2 separate regions of the Ovis aries genome follow, and region 2 is linked to region 1. A link is a contact called in public Hi-C data. All regions are on one chromosome and are shown on one strand. Each heading gives the region's core, a stretch centred on a gene start, on an enhancer-like site or on the middle of the called end of the contact. The rest is flanking DNA. Distances are from core to core; before and after follow the strand shown. Region 1 holds the start of MMAA (metabolism of cobalamin associated A). Region 2 holds the start of OTUD4 (OTU deubiquitinase 4).

Region 1 (5,795 bases), core at 2,507-5,006:
TGAGTGCTCTTATCCACCCTTCCAAGTGAATTCATCCCCCTCCTCCACTCTTATCATATTGCTATAGCTATCCTGATCTGCACGAAGGTCCCAGAAAAACTCAGTCTTTTATACATCGTGGCCACTGTTCTTGATGTCTCTTCTTAGAATGCCTTAATCACCTCGCAAATTCCTCCTCAGCCTTGAAGATCAACTTAAAAGGGTCTCCTCTAAAAACATTTCTGTGGCCTCCTTTCTACACTCCTTCAGTCACCATTTCTAACTCTTGAAATCAGCATTACAATGCTGAGCACATCATTTTGTGACCATTTTTTAGAGTGTCAGTCTTCCTGGACTGAGTTATCACTGGATCCACGACATAGTTTATCAGTCACGGAATAAATGAATGACTGTATGCTATAATTTCGTACGTATAACTCCATTATGTTGATTACTTAGTTGACTGATGTTTGAAAACTTACATTTTTCTAGATTTCACTGTATATTTTTAGGACTTCCTTCTTAAAGTCTGATTTCAATATATGGATGTTTTCCTTCATTAAAAATTTGTTCGGCAGCAGCCAGTCTGACTTGGAGTATTTGTCTTGAAATTGATCCAATGAATATTCTTAATTTCAATAACTACTCTGGCAAGAAACAGCAGAGAGGATTTCCAAAATCAATACATTAGGTCAGCGTCTGCAGCACAACAGTTCATACAGGCAAAGTGGTGTTACACCATGGGTTTCCATTTCTCCATGCTAATTACCTTTAATGTGAAGCTAGGCTGTCAGATGCCATCCATCTGCTTACCATCTCCCACCACCCCCATGCAGGAGACCTAGGTTCGATCCCTGGGTTGAGAAGATCCCCTGGAGAAAGAAGTGGCAACCCACTCCAGCATTCTTGCCTCGAGAATTCCCTGGACAGAGGAGCCTGGAGGGCTCAGTCCGTGGGGTCGCAAGTTGGACCCGGCTTAGTGAATACACCACCACCACCACTGCCACTGGAGGCTTTACTTTCTCCTTTTCAAATGATTTTCAGAAAATCTGGGTAGAACAGAATGGCTTTTTAAATAAGCGACTTTTACCTAGGTCATTGTTACAGAAGAGTGAGAGAGAACATGCGCTGAGCTCATGTAGGGAATATTCTAAAGTTCTCTGTCCGCCTTACCTTTGATCACTCCTCCAGTTAGGACTGATTTCCCAACTTCTACTTCAAGGTTTCAGTCTTCTAGGCGAGTCTCGATTTTTCTAAATTCTATCACCAGCCAACGTTTTGATTCATTTCCACTGCTACTACCCTAGTTCAAATCTGAGCTAGTCTTAAGGGGCTCTGATAATCTCAGAGCTATAGGACCTGGGCAATCTCTACTACTCTCCATGTGAAAATATTAAGACTTACACATCAGACTATGAAATGAAATTGTGTGCATGAGAGGACCTGGCACCAACAGGTGTTAACTAACTGTAAGGAACCTTTTCTTCTCTCTTTCCTCCCTTCCCCAATCCTCCATCTTGGACAACACAGCAAGACTTACACTGAACCATGAACGTGATCTCCTTACTAATCCACCTCAAATTCCTCCAATAGTTTCCCCCATGCTAGGACAGTAGTTCTCAGTGTGGTCCCCAGACCAACAGCAACTCCAGCAACTGAGAATGGATAAGAGGTAAATTCTCAAGCCCCACCCCAGAACTTCTGAAGCAAGAACTCTGGAGGTGGGGGCCATGCCTGCCACTATCTCACAAACCTGCCAGGTGATTATGACATAAGCTCAAACTTGAGAACCAGTGCCTGAGGATAAACTCTAGTCTAGTATTTTCAAGGGTCTCCCAAACCAGTTTTCCTCCATTTACCGTACTTGCCTTCTCAGACTTCTCCTAAGGAGAGTTTACTTACGATCTTCCAAACCTACTATTCACTTTCCAACTGGGATTTTACTCACTGGTTGCATTCTCTTTTCTTTCTTTCTTTAAATATTTATTTACTTAGCTGCTTCACATTTATTCTGCAGCATGCAGAATCTTTAGTTGTGAGACCTTAGTTCCCCTACCAAAGGACTGAACCCAGGGAACCCTACATTGGCAATGCAGAGTCCTAGCCACTAGACCAACAGGGAAGTCGTCACTGGTTATATTTTTCTCCTCCATGACACCGCTCCTTTCCAACCCAGCTTAAATCCCACTGTTTTCTTAAATTCCTTCCTGACACAGTTTCCAGGAACTTTTTCCTCTCTTAATTCCAATTATTTCTGAGTACTCAGGTGATAATCTGCAGGTGTCACAAACTGGCTGTTCCTGGCCCATAGAGGCTATGTGAGTGCATAAACGATTGGTTGCCAATAACAATAAAAATCAAGAAATATTACAAAGATAGAGATTTTTGGCCTGTGATGGGGAAAGTCAGATCTGTGCATGAGGGACCCACATTCCCACATGGCAACAATCAGTGGAGGGGCACATGTTTCCAGCAGTCACCAGCTCTTTCCATGCCAAATATAGGTTTTTAGACGTCTTCAAATATCTCAAACCATAACTTACATTTCTTACGCAACTTTTTATGGGGTTTTTTTTTTTTTTTTTGGCTCTAATAGAATACAACCCTTAAAGGAACTGAACTGTCCTGGTTTTCATTACTTCGAACACAAAACGATATGGGTTTTCACTATACAAAAGAATATTCTGGACATTGCTGCTGCTGCTGAAGCCGCTTCAGTCGTCTCTGATTCTGTGCGACCCCACAGACGGCAGCCCACCAGGCTCCCCAGTCCCTGGGATTCTCCAGGCAAGAATACTGGAGTGGGTTGCCATTTCCTTCTCCAATGCATGAAAAGTGAAAACTGAAAGTGAAGTCGCTGTCTTGTCCGACTCTTTGCGACCCCATGGACTGCAGCCCATCAGGCTCCTCCGTCCATGGGATTTTCCAGGCAAGAGTACTAGACCCCCAAACAAGTAGAAATGTACACAGGCTTTTGGGAAACTCCTGGTTTTCTACCAATTTGGAAAAGCTATAGTAGTGTTTGTTTTCCAAAGTATATTAGGGCACAACTATCAAGGTAATTAAAATTTTTCATGCCATTTTGGCTTAGACTGTCTTTCATAGTAACAATTTGTACTTCTTTCATAATGATAAACACGAATTACTTAACACAGTATGTCTGCTGGAAGAGACCTAGCCCACGCCCAGCACAGCATTTCACCGAACCTTGATGCTGTCTCTGTGACTTCCAGTCTAAGTCCTATTTTTATTTACTGATTTTTATTCCGTTAAAGACGAGGTTTAACCTCCCTCTTGGGTAGTTGCTACACTGAACTACAGTGCCTTTTTACAGGCCACCGTCTGGTTAACCATTTGCCAGCGGCAAACTACGAGCCACTTTATGAAAACTGTATTACTGCGGCACAACGGTAAAATCACAAGCTTGTCCAAAATAATGAAAAATGTAACACGCTGTTCACAGAGAATCTCCTTTTTCAGCAGAAAACCAACCAACCTTCCCTGTGAATCCATTTTGAAGACGCTTGCTCGTTCACACGTTTCCCGCACCCCCATCATCATCGGACTCAATCACAGTCTCCTCTCCCTCTCCCTTCCCCGAATTCTCCAGGGGGCGCCCCAGACGCAGAGCTGAGCCCCCGGCGGCCTGAGGCACGAGCCTGGCCCCAATCCGGACGCGGCGCGCAACCCCCGCCCCGTACTCACCCGCCCGCGGCCGTAAAAGTGCAGCGCCCTCCTGCCCCGCCCCTTCCGGCGGGCCGCTTCGCCCCGCCCCGCGCTCTCCCGCGCGCAGGCGCGGCGCTCACTGCCGGGTGCCGGGCCCCCGGGAGCGACCCGGGGCTGGGCGGCGGCGTGGGGCGTGGCCTGGGTCCCGGCGGGCGTGGCCGCAGGATCCCGGTGCGTGACGACGGTGCAGGGACCCTGAAGGCCTGGCGGCGTTCTCGAGCGTGGGGAGGTCCGCGGGGCGACCCCGGGGCGCCAGACATCTGTCTGAGAAGTGCAGCAGAGAAGGGCGGTTGACAGTCTTTAGGGATAGCTTTGCCCTCCTGTAGGTTCACATCGGCTCCAAAGGCGGAGAGTTAAATCCTTTCTGTCCCGGCCTCGGCGCTTCGCGAAGCCGGGGAGATGGAGCTCGAGTCCGGTCCGGATCCGCGCAATCAGCGGCGGTCCCAGCCGCAACCTTTTCCTAACGCTTCCTGGAAGCTTAAAAGTGTATGGGTGTACATATGTTCCCCCATATATATATATGTAGTCATGTATTGATATATTTATATAACTATGGCTGATTCATATTGATGTATGGCAGAGGCCAAGACAATATTGTAAAGCAGTTATCCTCTAATTAAAAAAATAACTGTATGGGTGGAAGGTGAGACATGGGTTGTTTGATAATATGGTGAAATTAAGAAAATTAAAACTCGGCAAACAATTTCCAACCTGTGGGAGTGAATGCTCAGTGTTCAGTTGAAATACAACTCGAGTTTTTAAAGCATGGCGTGGTTTGTAACAGCTGAAGGGCTCGCAGTTTTTTCTCTTAAAAGTTACCCATTTGTACTGATTACTATTTCCTAATTTGTACTAAAACCAAGGACCCACGCTCACCGCCGCCGGAAAGTCACCCGAAGAGGGAAGGCTCTCGCCTAAAATGGGGGTGAAAACGAGCATGCTTACCATTTGCGACCTCACTGGGCGTCAGAATAGTAACTAAGTATTTTGGAAACCTGTTAGATCCGTTGTTGTTGTTATTGTTTGGTAGCTAAGTTGTGGTGGACTCTGGAACCCGTTGGACTGTAGCCTGTCAGGCTCCTCTGTCCATGGGATGTCCCGGGCAAGAATGCTGGAGTGGGCTGCCATTCCCCTCCCCAGGGGATGTTCGCTGCCCACAGATTGAACTCCTCCTGTTTTCTGCCTTCTGGTCTGGTTTGTCCCTTTGGTTTCTCCTGGTTTCTGCCGTTGCCAGGTGGGTCTTTACCACTGAGCTACCAGGAAGAGTGAGCTTCCCTTGTGGCTCAGTTGGTAAAGAATCTGCCCGCAGTGCAGAAGACCTGGGTTTGATCCCTAGGTTGGAAAGATGCCCTGGAGAAAGGAAAGGCTACCCACTCCAGTATTCTGGCCTGGAGAATTTCATGGGCTGTATTCCATGGGGGTCCCAAAGAGTCGGATACGACTGAGTGACTTTCACTTTTCACTATCACGAGGAAGAACAGTAAAACCTGAGCTTGAGTTGTAGGACTTTTAAGAAATACTGGCATCTCCTATATGTTTGCTGTAATGTAGTAAAGACAATCATTAGGCAATAGCAGGGATCAAATTACAGTGAATAAAAATAGTCGTAAATAGGTTCCTAATTATAATAATACAATTAGTGTCTGGAGCCGAAATCCCAGGCCCCCGCATACGATTTGCATAATTGCATGCCTGTGGGAGGGATTAGACCTTCCTCTGCTATTTCTTGATTCTTACTGAATATGGAACAATAAAAAATGAGTTGTCTTCCTTATCATCTTTATTATTCTTATTTAGACTAAAAGACAGCCACTTTTATCCCAGAGTAATTGTAGATCCAAGAAAAGTCAATTACAGAAACTAGAACTGAAGGCTAAGGGAGAGGGGCTGATGGAAAGAACATGTAAGCAGTCAAATCTGGTTTTAGATCTTAGCTCCTGAATAACATAATGATAGAATTTGGGATGGAGAAGGCAATGGCACCCCACTCCAGTACTCTTGCCTGGAAAATCCCATGGACAGAGGAGCCTGGTAGGCTGCAGTCCATGGGGTCGCTAAGATTCAGACACGACTGAGCGACTTCACTCTGA
Region 2 (6,241 bases), core at 2,328-4,827, 430 kb after region 1:
GTTGGAGGACTCACTTCAAAGCTGACTTACGTGGCTGTTGGCTGAGGCTCCGGTTCCCCACCAGGAGAACTTCTAAGTTTTCCCCATAGCAACCAGCTTTCGCTAGAGTGAGTCACCCACAAAAGAGGAAATATAAGAGAACAACCAAAAACATCTCTTATAACCTGATCTCAGCAGCAATATATTAAATTTGTACAATTTGCTCTATTCTATGGATCACAGAGACCAATCCTGCTATAAAGTGGAGGCGACTGTATAGGAGAGTGAATATCAGGAGGCAGGAATCATTGGGGGCCATCTTTGAGAATGCCTACCGTAAATGAATACTGGAGAATGCCTACTTGGAGAAGGAAATGTCAACCCACTGAAGCATTCTTACCTGGGAAATACCATGGACAAAGGAGCCTGGTGGGCTACAGCCTATGGGGTCGCAGAGTTGGACACAACTGAGTGACTAAACACCACCACCATAACACCTTTTTATTGGAAAAAAAAACTGCAGAAAATCTATCATTTTTAAAACAAAAAAATTTCACCAGCTACAATTATTAGCTCCAAAGTTTGTCAGAGCCAACGGACTTGAGGTATTTAACTGTGTACAAGAAAAACAGTTGACACATTTGCCTGGGATGACTAATTTCGTTCCTTCAGATTATATTTGATGAAATTGTCTGCTCTTCACTTTTGCTAATCAGAAACGGCTTCCTCAGAGCGAACATGGTCAGTCAGATGTAGTTTCTTGAAAACTTTCAGAGGTTAATGTTAGCAAGTGAATTTCTACAAGCATTGGTTCAGTTTAAAGTCATAGGATCCTTTAATGTTGCCTAAACAGGGAGCTATATTTGGGGATTTGGCATACAGAGGGTCTGTCTGGGATCAGGTCTCAAAATACCTAAAGGATTTCCTTAAACAGGCCCCCTGGTCAGATACAACAGGTGTTTTACTTCTAATTTTGGAAGCAGAAGCAGGCAGTTTAGAGTGAGGCTGATCTGCACTCATTCAGCAGGAATGAGGATAATAAGTAATTTTGTCAGGACATCAAGTGTACAAATGACTGGAAATGTGTTATTCTTCTAGTATTCTGATAATAAACCATATTTTTATAAGATTACATAGAATGGTGATGAATTCTGATTAGAGCCTCTGTTTTGTTAGTGTTTAATGATTCATTTAAAAAATACTGTTAAGTCAACTGTAGTGTCAACTAGAGTACTTATTTAAATGATTGTATTTATTTATTTGCACAATTGTGAGTGAATTACATGTTTGTAATGGAAAATAAAGACATTATAGTGTTAATGATGTATTTGGTTTCCTTTTCAAAGTGTTTCAAAGGAATCTGGGGGCTTAAAAAACATAGTGATATTCCATTAAAAAATAGATAAGGCTTAAAATAGAAAATATGCTTGAAACACTATTAGCCACTCAAAATGAAATTACTGGACATATAAAAGGTGAGCAAAGCTTTTTAATGACTTCTAAAAATTAATGTAATCACGAACAATGTAGTCATGAACATTTCAATTACAAAATAAGGTTTGATAAATTTTCAAACGTGAGGCCCCTGGAAATATATTTCTAATATGTTCTCAAGATAATTAGGAATGCAGTTGTCTAGCATGCTAGACACAGTAGATTTCCCATAAATACCTATTGATTTGGAGATTAGCTTCAGAACTCTTATTTCTAAATTACATAAATGTAAGGAAAGGCATGGTTTTCTTTTGGCATATAAGAAAGTCTGTTGCTTATTAATACTACAGAATCTACTTATTTTAAGAATTCAATACTTAAGCTATTCTTTAGATATTACTTTACTTTCCGGGTTTTCCCTGGTGGCTCAGATGGTAAAGCGTCTGCTGGCAATGTGGGAGACCCAGGTTCAATCCCTGGGTTGGGAAGATCCTCTGGAGAAGGAAATGGCAACCCACTCCAGTATTCTTGCCTGGGAAATCCCATGGACAGAGGAACCTGGTGGGCTATAGTCCATGGGGTCGCAAAGAGTTGGACAGGACTGAGCGACTTCACTTTCACTTTTACTTTCCATTCCTCTGTGGGTTTAAAAGGCAAGTCATTGTTTATAAAAAGAAAGTGCCATATTGTAAGTAGTGGTAAAACTGGGCAGTTCTTTCTGAGTGGAATGAGAGTGCAATCGTATGTTTTAAATTATATATATATTAAAGAAGGAAAAGCAACAGGTTTGACTTGAAACTAGGTTTTTCTAAAAGGGATTCTGCAGTGTATTTCTCTACAAAATGTACAAAATTCAATAGTGGGACAAGAAAATTCATTTAGGTCAGAATCCTTTTTTTGCTTTCTCTAAAAACAGCACCATTGGATATTTGAATTTTTAAACCTTAAGAAATCAAATCTAAACGTTCCAAGGAGAGTGAACACACGAGTCATTGTTTGCACCAAATACTGAAAACAGATTTCTCAAATAGAATTTTCAGTAATTTGCACTGGACTCTCACCATCTGGCCTGCCTTGCCCCCCATTCCAAAGAATCTGTTTGACCACATGTCTACATCTACAGTAATTCTTCCATCTCCCCAGCCCCACCCTGCCGCACCATGGCTTCAAGAGCAGATTTTATGATTAACCGTGTATTTAAAAGATTGGGATACCAGATGCTGTTGTACTTGAATAAAAATAAAATTCTGGTGTCACAAAAACAAGCCGGATAAATTCTAGGTTCTAAAGGCATACACTCTCATTCAACTTCTCAGGGTGGGAAGCTGAACAGGAATCCTCCAGCAAACACCGCTGGATCCCAGGGCACGTCCAGCACGCTATCCAACAATTAATTACAAGATGGTTTTCTAAAAAGGAAAAAAAAAAAAAAATCTTAAGTTTTTCCGACTAGCGACACCCCTTTGTGCTGGGGTGGGCAGCTATAGTGGCAGGGTGAACCAAAATGTTTGTGGCAAAGGCATCATCTTGCGATATACCGCCAGAGCTGTACTTCTAGTCTCGAATAGGAATCAGCAGTCCACGGCTGATTTATGGACAGCCTGTATCGCCCCGCACGATGCGAGTTCCAGGAGCCTTCGCCAATTAGGTCTATTTTCTGCTTAAGCCGTTAAAGCCACCTCCATGGAAACGTCAGGGGAAGAGGCCGGGGGGAGGGGAGCAGACAGGTGCGCCCTCTGTTTGGAAATACACAAAGGGCCGACCCAGCGGCCTCCGTGTCCCTGGCAACTCCACGCACGCAGAGCGCGCGCACATCCCGCAGGCCCGCGGCGCAGAGGGCGGGCGGCCGGCCGGGCGGGGCGGCGCGCGCAGGTCTCCGCGCAGACCCTCGGCCTGCTGGAGGACGCGCGGTGCCCGGGAAGCGTGAAGCCGGCTCCGGGCGGCGGCGGCGGCCGCGCTGTAGGGACTTGTAGTCCGCGCGCCTCCCGGGCGCCTCCCCCCGCCGGGTAGGCCGGCAGCGCGTCCCCGCCCGCCGCAGGCCGACTTCCTGCCGCTGCCCAAACTACACCTCCCGCCGTCCTCTCCGCGGTCGGGGCCGAAAGCGAAAACACATTCTGGGCTGCGAGGGTGCTGCCCTCCCGCCGGGCGCCCCCGCCCACTCCCCGCCCCTCCGGCGCCCTCCTGCGAGGTGGGGAGACGGTCAGGCCGCGCCTTTCTCTCTCGGCTTCTTCGGCTCCCGGTGTGGGGCCCACAGGCCTCGCTTTCACCAAGAGTCTGGGCCGGCGCGCTCGGGTTGCGGGGGCTTCCTCGCTTCCGCCGGGTCTGGCGAGGAAACTTCTGTGTGTGTGTGGGGGCGGGACCCCGGGGCCCCAGTGGCTGAGCCGAGCGGCGAGGCCCGCGTCAAGTGACTGCTCGCTTGCGGGTTTTGGTGAATTCCCCGCCTCGTTTCCCCCGGGCGCGTGGCCCCGCGGGAGGCGGCCGCGTGCGCCCGGCCATGCACTAGGCAGGGCTCCCTATGCGCGCGGACCGCCGCCTCGGGCCGCCGCCGCCGCCTGCCGCCGCCCGCCCAGCGCGAGCCGGAGCCCGAGCCCGAGCCCGAGCCCCAGCCGCTGCCCGCCCCCGGCCGGGGCGTCCAGGAGCCGGCGGCGCGGCCATGTGGGGCTAGCCCGCGCCGCGCCGGGCCTGCTGCGCGACCGGCAACATGGAGGCTGCCGTCGGCGCCCCCGACGGCGGCGACCGGGGCGGCGCGGCGCCCCGCGAGGACGCGACTCCCATGGACGCCTATCTGCGGACCCTGGGCTTGTATCGGAAACTGGTCGCCAAGGACGGGTCGTGCTTGTTCCGAGCCGTGGCGGAGCAGGTAACGGGGCGGGGGCCGGAGGGGGCGATCGGCGGGGGGCCGGGTGGGAAGTGGCGGGCGGGCTGCCCGCCCCCCCTCAACCCGGGCTGCGCGTGGCCCCGCAGGCGTCACAGCGGCCCATTGTCGCCCCGGAACCGGACGCTGCCCTGGGACTGGGAGCTCCGAATCGAAACTTAAAAACCTGTAAATGATCTGGGTGTCGTCCCTCCTGGCGAAGAGGTAATGAGTTGAAGCTAGCCCGTGAGGCCTGCCGGAGAGTCTGCACCCTAGCTGAAGGGGTGGGAACTTGGCGAAATGCTGTTTTTCGCCTCCCCTTTTGGCTTTACAAGCACAGCGTTCACACCAGTAAGCAGAATGTTTACTAGAGGAGGTGGTGCACCAGACTCGACTCGTGGGATCATGATCCAGCCCCCCCCCCCCCGCCCCGCCCGGTTACTGGACTTTGGAGCGTGGGGTAGCCAAGCCCGCGGATGTCCGCCTGAGTCAGGAGTGGGGGAAATGTGCAGTTTGGGAAAACCAGACTTTAGAAAATGTAGAATGTTTGCACAGAATTGTCTTTGAGTAGATTTCACCTTGTTTTAATGTCCTGCAAGGCAGTGTAGGTGAACTAAAAGCAAATAATTGACTTAGAAAAAGTGTTTTAAAGTTGCTAGTGGGAAGGAAGACTGTATCTGGGGTCCTTTAGGTCTTTGGCCGAATTTTTCCCCCTTACTGATTAAAATCACTTTGTAATATAGTCCTTGGGAGGATGTTTCTGATTTATTTTTTTGGTAAGAGAGCTTATTCCCTATTATGTAACACTGTAGTTGGTAGGTATGCAGCCACCCAGATCCATCCTGTATTAAGAAATAGCTGTTGAATTAGTTGGACATAAATTTCATATTGCTGTCCTGGTGTGTATTTCCTACCGTTTTCCTTTGCTTTCCTTTGGCCTAAGATCTACCCCTTTCCTCTCCTGCCCCCCTTTGGAGTTTTTCTGTTTCTCTCACCCTTTTTAATGCTAAGTAGCTTTCGGAATTTCTTTTTGTGAGTAAATGTTTTCCTAAACATCTATAGACCAGTCTATTGTTTTTTTTCAAAGTCCAAAGGCCTGCCACTTATTTTCCAAAGGCCCTCGTTTTCACATCAGTAGCATAAGATATTCTTTTTTTTTTTTTTTTTTTGGAAACAAGAAATTGGTGTAGCTGGTCCAAACCTTTGCATTTTGCGGCTGGCATTGTCATTCATTCTTCGCAAAGCTCCCCAAACTGAGCTGTGTCTTTTTCAGTTCAATTGATTTCTCTTATTTTTGGAATTTTTTAAGATGTTCTAATGTTGCTTTGGGAGATGTTTACACAAACAGATCCCAGTCCTTACTATTAGTAGGTAAACAGTCTGTCCCATTGTTGAGTTTTCGGGATCACCATCTGTCCTGCTTCATCCGCCTCAGCCTCCTGAGTCTCCTCATCACCTCCAGAAGCAGAGGGAAGATGTGGAAGTGAATTCAGTCCCTATTGAAACATATTATTGGCTCTAGCAAGAGTTTGGTAAGGAAAGAGGTGGAAGCAAATAGAAATACGAGAAGTATGGTGCTTATTTGGAGTTGGATTATACACATCATAGTTTATATTGAAGCAGAAAGGTGTGGCTGGTTTCAGAACTACATACCACAGGTAATTGGCAAACTCGATTGTATAGACTCTCTTTTTAAGTAGAAATGAACAATAGCTAGCTGGTTACACGAAGAGCTCATTGCTAACAATAGTTAATGCATTTTATTATATCTCACTGTGATGGGATTTAAATTAGGCGTGAGGGAATGTCCCTTCCACTTACGGAAGGCTGACTTTTAGTACACTGAGCTTATAGAAAGTTTGTTGCGGTGACTCTTGGAGCAAACTCTGTTCTTCGGTAGACATGGACCACAGGTGTAGTCTTCATGGCCAAAGGTGGCGTGTGTGTTGGTGGTGGGGAGGGAAGTAACGGCAT

The links. Hi-C and Micro-C count contacts between places; a contact is called where the count stands out from the background.
Region 2: a Hi-C map of liver shows a contact between it and region 1, with 3 times the contacts expected there. The contact joins the promoter of OTUD4 here to the promoter of MMAA in region 1. A contact is called at or near these places in 2 of 16 Hi-C or Micro-C datasets (liver and muscle).

What each region holds. Positions count from the first base shown.
Region 1 is chr17:12,740,424-12,746,218 of ARS-UI_Ramb_v3.0, forward strand. MMAA (metabolism of cobalamin associated A) reads right to left here and starts at 3,757. Exons shown (of 7, transcript XM_060400621.1): 1 at 3,685-3,757.
Region 2 is chr17:13,172,815-13,179,055 of ARS-UI_Ramb_v3.0, forward strand. OTUD4 (OTU deubiquitinase 4) reads left to right here and starts at 3,578. Exons shown (of 21, transcript XM_027956254.3): 1 at 3,578-4,273. The coding sequence starts at 4,115.